3 separate regions of the Gossypium hirsutum genome follow, and regions 2 and 3 are each linked to region 1. Evidence: chromatin contacts called from public Hi-C data. All regions are on one chromosome and are shown on one strand. Each heading gives the region's core, a stretch centred on a gene start, on an enhancer-like site or on the middle of the called end of the contact. The rest is flanking DNA. Distances are from core to core; before and after follow the strand shown. Region 1 holds the start of LOC107900952 (probable alkaline/neutral invertase F). Region 2 has its middle 10 kb from the start of LOC121220570. Region 3 holds the start of LOC107900955 (protein LEAD-SENSITIVE 1).

What was found. Hi-C and Micro-C count contacts between places; a contact is called where the count stands out from the background.
Region 2: a contact with region 1 is called in a Hi-C map of leaf, with 2.3 times the contacts expected there. The contact joins the enhancer-like site here to the promoter of LOC107900952 in region 1. A contact is called at or near these places in 3 of 34 Hi-C or Micro-C datasets (fibers and leaf).
Region 3: a contact with region 1 is called in a Hi-C map of leaf, with 2.3 times the contacts expected there. The contact joins the promoter of LOC107900955 here to the promoter of LOC107900952 in region 1. A contact is called at or near these places in 5 of 34 Hi-C or Micro-C datasets (anther, fibers, leaf and 1 more).

The regions. Positions count from the first base shown.
Region 1 is chrD08:49,147,802-49,150,786 of Gossypium_hirsutum_v2.1, reverse strand. LOC107900952 (probable alkaline/neutral invertase F) reads left to right here and starts at 1,477. Exons shown (of 5, transcript XR_005916764.1): 1 at 1,477-2,468.
Region 2 is chrD08:49,011,654-49,014,510 of Gossypium_hirsutum_v2.1, reverse strand. No RefSeq gene overlaps it. Among protein-coding and RNA genes, the nearest start is that of LOC121220570, 10 kb to the left of the region's middle. Within about 2 kb of position 1,585, at least 3 of the 9 cell types and tissues checked have an H3K27ac peak or open chromatin away from gene starts, as enhancers often do. A contact at or near this core is called in leaf, where this site is marked.
Region 3 is chrD08:48,924,788-48,927,719 of Gossypium_hirsutum_v2.1, reverse strand. LOC107900955 (protein LEAD-SENSITIVE 1) reads right to left here and starts at 1,291. Exons shown (of 2, transcript XM_016826756.2): 1 at 731-1,291. The coding sequence starts at 824.

The DNA of each region.
Region 1 (2,985 bases), core at 228-2,727:
TTTTATATTGTTACACCAATGAATAATATGCATTTCTTACGCCAACATACGGATGGCTTGAACCTATTCTATTTTACATGTACAATTATGGCATCCACAATATACATATGCCATGTCTCCATCGAATAAATTTAATCCCTCTATATTGACAATTGCACCGCTCGGGTATATTTTATGCATTTTCAGATTGCCGGGCCAATGAGCATACCACCCATTAAATCAAAAAGAAAACTTAAACGAACCAACCATGAATAGAAACACCATCTGCCAATGCATTATTAAGGGTACAAATGAATTTCAATAGCCTCACAAGACACCATATATTCCCAAGTCGTAGGGCCAATAATTGTATCCTCCATAAAAGTACAAGACAATTTTTGGGTACGTTCCCTATAACTTACCACCCATTTTTTTTACAACAACTACTACCTACAGGGGTGGCCTACAAATAGTCTCGAGGCATGGTCACTTTCTAACCTATCTCTCGACTAGGAGGGGGACTATTGTTATATCCCCCAATTTGGACCTGGTTGGACCCTCCATTAGGCCCTTACCCCTCCTATAAGTACCCCAAGATACCACTTAGTAAAGGGATTCCTCTCCACTCAAAACCCTAATTCACTAAGCAATAATCCTGACTCTCTCTACCTGTCCAACTTTTGACCTTAAAATGGGTGAACTGACCTCTTTCGATTCTATCCCTCATTTTTATCAATTTCCATTCATACCATGCATTAATAGACACATGAAGAGCTATTTTATAACTTCTATAGAGATGAGGTTCCAGTCAAATCTGTGATGCACAAGTGTGTAGTGCACTTCGTTTCCAGACATAAGCAACATTCAAACTGTAAACAACATCTAAGGTGACTAAGGGTGAGTTTGGATGGGCGATTGGGTGCGGTGCGGTGCGTTTAGCTTACTTTTTCTCTCACGCTACAGTATCGCTACAGTATCTAATCTCACCTCCACCGCTGTTTTTACACTAACCGCAGGTCAACGCACCGCCCATCCAAACCCACCCTAAAGTTCATGGGTTTCAAATTTTATTTTATTCTTTTTTTATAAAATTTTAATTATTTTCTACAATTTTAGGAATTTTTAAATGCAATTTTATAAAATCTTATACTTTCATCGAAAAATAATTTTTTAATAAATTTATTTTTTAAAATTTTTATCTGTTTTAATTTTTTAGAAAATGGAAGAGTTTATGGGTTTGTTTGTGTTCCCTTTGGCGCCCAAAGCCAACGGCCTCCAAGGTCCCACGATAACTCCTCTCGCCACCAAAAACTGAAAGAAGTTCACAAACAATTTTGTTAATCTCTAAAACGCCCGTACATTATGAACTTCCAACTTGTCACCCAGGGCACGAAATGACGAGGGGCAATTTCGTAGATAAACTAAGTATTGAGACCTATTCTAAAACAACTTCCACACTTTAAAATTTTTTTTCCAGCCTCCAAAACGAACCACAATTCGGTACCCAATCGCTCACGCCCTTTAGGCTTCCATCTCTGATCCATTTTTGCATTATTTTCTTTGTCCGTATCTCACTATTCTCTCCAGCAGTTTCAGTTTCTACGAAACGAAGAGGAAGACCTGAGAAAGGTATATTGTGCAATTGTGCTGCTGATATTTGATTCTCTTCTTTAAGAATGTCAACTTTGAGAGCTCCGTGTGATCTTTTAGAAGATGTAAAGGAAGCAGAGGCGGTTCCTGCGCTTTATTTTACTCTTTCAGTCGGAGATAGTGAGAAAGGACTTGGAGATTCATCGGAAAAAGAGGTGAAATCGGCTGACTTTTTTATCGTTCTTAAACACGAAGGAGAGTGCACCGTGACGCCTATCGAAGAACAACCTTCGGAGACTACCACGGAGAAAGGAGCTGACGACGCGAGTGAGAAATCTTTTGATTTTATCATGTTTGAGAAGTCTAAAATTACCGAGAAATCCCTGTGTTCACAAAATGAAGAGGAAGAAGCTCTTGAATCTCCTGAGGAAGCTTCGCAAACTGAAAATGTAAAATGGACGGATAATGGAAAGACTTCTCTAGAATCAAACCAGCGAGAGAGTCCAAAAATATCAACAGAAATATTTCAAGACACAATCGGAAAAGAAGAGTCATCCAAATTGGAGGAAGAAAATGAATCGACTGACAAACTTGATAAGCCGATGAAGACGTTGAGAGTGCAGAGCAACGAGAACATATCCAAATCCAATAATGCAAACGTGGCGCAGATGTCACTGAAGCCGTCTCCTAGCGTAGGTTCGAGTCTCGAGAACTTGGAACTCGACAGTTTATTGCCTGCGGTCAGATCCGTCGATAGTCCTCTAGGGAGTACAGAAAACGGTGCGATGTTGGAAGAAGCGTGGGAGGGACTACAAAAATCTTACGTATATTACAAAGGCAAGCCAGTCGGTACGCTCGCTGCTATGGATCCTATCGCCGAGGCTTTGAATTACAATCAGGTATATTATGTTTAATTCTTTGTCTTCATTTTTGTTTTCTTTTGATTTTTCAAATCCTGATATCTCCCTTGTTTTGTTATATTATCATTTTCTTTTGTTTGGCTATTTTGCAATGAAGCTTCATTTGTCTTAGGTGTTTTCTCAACGGTCTTTCTTTAGCCTTCAAATCCATGCTTGTTAGAATCCATTTTATCTTCAGAATTTTGCTTACTGCTATTCGCTTTCGCTATAGCATTTTGAGGCATTTTCTGTTTTTGTGAATGGTGTTAAGGAGATTCCTGTTTTACATGCATGATAATCATCTATATCTATTTCTTACGCTTATTTTCCATCCATGATAATCATCTATATCTATATCTAATTCTTCGTCTTATTCTTTTACTTATATAACTTCGGTTCCTGTTATTTGATTTGCTATGAAAGTTCTTGTGCCTTTTAGTTCTGTGATCTTTTCGTCTTCACCTGGCAAATATGTGGTCTAATGTACACTTCTTGACTTGCCCTTCATATATCTGCA
Region 2 (2,857 bases), core at 336-2,835, 140 kb after region 1:
AAAATATTATAAGTATATTTGACAAAATCACACACTATGGGCACTAAGTTCCAACAATTACTTCCATACTATCTATTGTTGGAGGCATATGCGTACAATTATGTTTTTACATGTGCATGTCGTTTATATGCTTCTCTTGCATTGAGTGGCAACGGTCGTATTAAGTTTTGCAACAGTTCAATATGATCTGAGAAATTCCAAGATATCCAAATAATATGGATAGCTTTCATGTTGTGCATTTATGTACTTGGTTAGAAGTAAATTGGGCTACTAAACATGCCAAGCAAGTCCTACATTGCACCAGTCGTCTTCAAATAGACTAAGTTTTTAATTAATTGAGGATGGAAATTTTGTAGCATCCATGTGGAATGGCTTATGGCCAAACGTAAACCTATTTTTATCCACTAGGATAGGCTCTTATATATAAGATTCAACATCCAAAATTTCGAAATGTCAAACGAGAAATATGGAACTGCGTGTTGAACTTATCGAAGAAAGCTAAGTTGAACGAGGGAGAAATCTACGGCCTTGTGGTAAAGGTCAAGGTGCCGATGAACCTATTATTTTTTATAAAATAAATTTACTATAAGTGTTTTTATTTTTTATATATTTTTATAAATCAATAAAAAAATTACATAGAAAAAGTTCAAACCAAACATTATGTTATCCCGAAAGTAAAATTAAACACATTATAAATTTTATCATTTTAACCAAAGCATCGTTTAATTTTGGATTAATATACAATGCATTATTAGTGTATAGATTTCATGTACCATAAGTTAATAATAAGATGACACATTATCCTTAGTGTAAAATAAAAAAATATTGAAAGACTTAAAAAATAAAAATAAAAATATTAACTTTGTTCAAACATAATTAAATATAAATTTTAATTTTTTTTGTTGTTCTTTTGAGTTTCAGGTTTTGAACATTGGATGTTTGATTTCAAGTTTCTGATCTCGAGGTTGATGTATTTGTATTTATTTATGTTTAATAATTATAATTAACTTTATTTTTTAAACAATTCACTATGTGTTTTTTTTCTTTTTTACAGCAATAATGATGTGTCATCTTATTATTAATTAATTGTGCATGAGATCTATAAATCAAAGGTGCATCAAGCATTCTCCCTTTAATTTTTATAAATATAATTATTCCGAATTTTTTCTCAATTACATCGTTAGTGTACTATAATTTAAGGAATAATATTTTATGTATAGTCGGTAGATGAGTCTCATATGCTATCAATTGAATAATAACATAATAAATCATCATTAAATTAAACAAAAAAATGAATGACTTGTAAATAAATATTAATAACTTTATATATAAGCCTTTTCACTATTTTTTGTTTTATGTAACGAAGAAGTATAAAGTTATTATTCACTGATGCAGCATAAACTATAAATAATTTTTAACATAAATCAAAAAATTAAATTTTTTTATAATTTAATATATTAAATAAGTATATTCGATCGAATATGAATTTTGCATGTGCGGATTTGACTGGTGGTAAATGAAGGGGGGTCCGTATGGTCCCAGAACCGCTTGTCTCTTGCGCTACCTTTAATGAATTATATGACCAATATTATATTTTCTGTTGAAATTTTCTCGCGTAACACAACCACCTTTCCTCCCTATCTGCCCTTCTCATCGTGGCAAACCGTAAGGATTATTTGTTTAATCTATCTAATTAGGTGTTCACTTTGGGTTTACTCAACTAATTGGGTCAATTTTGAACTTATTAATTGGATTTTCTCTTCTTTATTTATTTTATAATTTATTCAAGATTTGAATCTTGAGGTATCGTTTTTAAAATTGAAATCTATATAGTTTTTTTATAAAATATAATCTCTTTTGAAATTTGGGATCCGTCATACACGGCGCGTGATCAATTAATACCGTCCACCATGTCGAATACATAACATCAGAATCAAAATGATTGCCTTGAAATGTAAATTGTTCGTCCTTTAGTTGGGTTGTCTGTCGAGTATGATTCTTTCCTTTTCAATATATATATATTGGTTTTTCCCCCTGAGTATCAATTAGCCATGTTCCCAGTTCCACGACAAAAATATGCGTTAAATGGAATGAAAATATAATATATATATATATATATGAGATCTTAAGCCTATTGCTTTATGCAGTTTACGAACACAGTAATTTGCTACTTTTGTGATTGCTTATCGTATTTTATTTTGCTTTAGTTACTTGTTTACAAGAAAGTAAAATCAAAATGAAAATGTCAACCAAACAAGATTTCTATTGATTTAAGTTTTCATCGACTAAATCGAAAGTTCGAAGGTATATAATACAATCAAATCTTCGTCTTATAAAATAACAAATCAAAAAAGCAAAATAATGTTTGTTACTCTTCTGTACACCAACTGGGTAGTGAAAAATAAAAAAACAATATAAAAATTTACATCACGTGAAATGGTAAATAAAGTTGTTCACTTTTAGCCCTCATAGATTAAAATATGCTGTTATTGTATTTTGATAAAAATTAAGATTTAGTCCTCATATTTGAAAAAAAAAAAATTTAATCATTTGAGTTTTTATTTAAAATTTCAGTTCAATAATTAAAATTATAAGTTTTTTTTTTGTCAAAACGTATTAATTTAACATGTTGATTTAAGCTACCTATGAAAATAATTAGATTAAGACTTTTACATTTAAAAATATGAAAATTAAAAAAATTAAAAATTAAAAATTAAATCTTTAAATTCTAGAAAAGTTCATTTATTAAAACTGACACCATATTTTAACAATGTAAGTCTGTTCTTTTAGATCTTTATTTGCAGCTCATAAGTTCATTTATAATTCTAGACAAAATCATTTCCATTTTCTAAACCAT
Region 3 (2,932 bases), core at 42-2,541, 220 kb after region 1:
TGTGTGGCCTTTGTAACAATTACTTTCTATAGAACACTTTACATAGCTAATTTGACAAAGGCCAATCTTGATTCAAAAGAAAATGCAAAAAGCATCAACGGCCAATGATAACATTCCTGTAGCTTAAGACAGAGACCACCATATTATCTATCTTCCACTCCATTCCCCAGGTTCAGAAAGGGTTTAAAGTTTTCTATTAGCTCTCTTCATCTTAAAATATTACCCCTCAGAACCATTACTTGTCGCAAACGAAGAAAAGAAAAACTTAAAACCTCTGACAGAAAATAAAGGATGTCGTCATGTCAATCCTAGACATTCTACGGCACAATGACAAGGAAAGGTATCTTAGTTTATAAGACCATTTTCAGTTTCAGAGATTTTGGAGTAAAATTTCACCTCTTCATGAAAAAAGGGGTAACTTTTACCTGTGTGTTACCAAGACCCAGAATATTATTGGTACAAAATAGCCAAAAAGATCAAAAGAATAAGAATTGCAAGATTGAGACATGGAAAATTTTCGAACATTTAGTAAAATCTACAAGAAAAAAGGAAGTAAACTGAAGCAAGCAAAACGGAACCACGAATTTAAAAAAAAATTGAAACTCAGAAACCTAGATGAATACCCAGATCACAAGGCAAAAAGTTTCCAAGTCCTTTTTTTTACAGAAAAGAAGAAACCCATAAATTTCCGATGTCCAAAACTCAAGAAAAAGAAGGAGAGAAAAGATACCATGATGAGAGTAAGCGAAAACAGCTCTGTAAGTGTAAATATGATCTCCTGGTTTGATCTCATTCCTCTCAACTCTATTTGTAAGAAGACCCATTTTTGACCTTTCTTCTTTGCATCTGATAATGTAACACTGCTCACGGAGCAACTTACTTATGGTTGACCCCCCATTTTTAAGCCTCTGGGTTCTTAGCAGCTTGGATTAATGTTATTGGTTCAACGAATCGTCGGCTCTAACAACCCTGGCTAAATTGACTTACACATTAAATACTTTTAAGGTCACTATCTCATTTGCTCTTGTGATTTTAATTTCGGATATGAATGTGAAATTGACCATCTTTGATGTACAAGTTTCCTTGGTTGTTTTTCCTAATTTCTTTGGGAAGTTTGGAATTTAAATCCACCATCACGAGGCAAAGGAAGTTGATCAAGCTAAGGATCCTAAGCGTTGTTGGCCAAAGACAATGAGAAGACAAATAAGAAGAAAAAAAAAAGTTGGAATTTTCCAAGGGAAAAGGCACGGAAACTACATATTGAAGGCCACTTTTATATTCCTTGCTACATTTCCAAGTCTACTTCCTTTTTCCCTGCACTTTATATTCTTGAACAATTGAAAATTTTAAAAATATGAAAATATGTAACATTTAGAAAATATTAAAAGGTTGTTTTTATTATTTTAACTAAAATTGCTTTATAAATGTGAAATAATAAATAGAAGAATGTTTAACTTTAAATAAATTAAGCTTGGTTCAAAGCGCAAGCTCATATAATTCAAAAATATTTTTTTAATATATTTCTTCTTAAACTTAAGCAAATTGTGGAATCTACCAAAATATCTACAGTTGGAAATAAAACAGATTAAATCAGAACTTTCTCAGCTTAAAATAGAACAACAAGAAATGAAGGAACAAATTAGATCTTTAAAAGACGAAACCTCAGAAAAAAGTTCATCAGAAACTGAACCTGAACCTGAAGAAAATACACAAGAATATATGATGGTTCTAACTGAAGTATCTATTCAAAGATATTTAATAAAAATAAATATTGTCATAAATAATGAATTTCAATTAGAAACAATAGCCCTTTTTGATACAGGAGCAGACCAAAACTGCATTAGAGAAGGAATAATTCCAACAAAATATTATAATAAAACATCAGAATCTCTTAAGGCTGCAAATGGTAAAAAATTAAAAATTACTTACAAAATTCCCAATGCAGAAATATCCAACAAAGGTATAAAATATTAAACATGTTTTTTAAAGGTAAAAGATATTACCCAAGATGTCATATTAGGAACCCCATTCATATCCTTACTCAAACCTTATAAAGTAACAAATAATTCTATCTCCACTAAAGTTTTAAACACTAAGGTAGAATTTCCTTTTGTAGAAAAACCGAAAATAAGAAACCTCAACCTATTAAAATCTTTATCCATTCATAATGGACAAATTAATAATTTAATTAATTACAAACAGAAGCAAATCTCTTTCCTAAAAGAAGAAATATGTTTTAAAAAATTAAATGAACAATTAAGAAAAAGAGAAATACAAAAAAGAATAGATCAAATCAAAAAGGAAATAGAATCAACAATTTGCTCTGACATTCCTAATGCCTTTTGGAATAGAAAGAAACATGAAGTAACATTACCATACGAAAACGATTTTGATGAAAGACAAATACCCACAAAAGCAAGACCAATACAAATGAACAAAGAAATGGAAGAATTTTGTAGAAAAGAAATACAAGACCTTCTTAATAAAAATTAATTAGAAAGAGCAGTTCCCCTTGGAGTTGTTCAGCATTTTATGTAATAAAAAATGCAGAACTTGAAAGAGGAACGCCAAGATTAGTAATTAATTACAAACCTCTCAATCAAGCCTTAAAATGGATTAGATACCCAATACCAAATAAGAAAGATTTGCTACAAAAACTTTGTAATGCAAATATTTTCTTAAAATTTGATATGAAATCCGGATTTTGGCAAATCCAAATAAAAGAAGAAGAAAGATATAAAACAGCATTTACTGTACCATTTGGACAATATGAATGGAATGTAATGCCTTTTGGGTTAAAAAATGCTCCATCTGAGTTCCAAAGAATAATGAATGATATTTTTTACCAATATTCTCAATTCACAATAGTATACATCGATGATGTATTAGTATTTTCAGAAAATTTAGAAAAACACTTTAAACATATATCAAT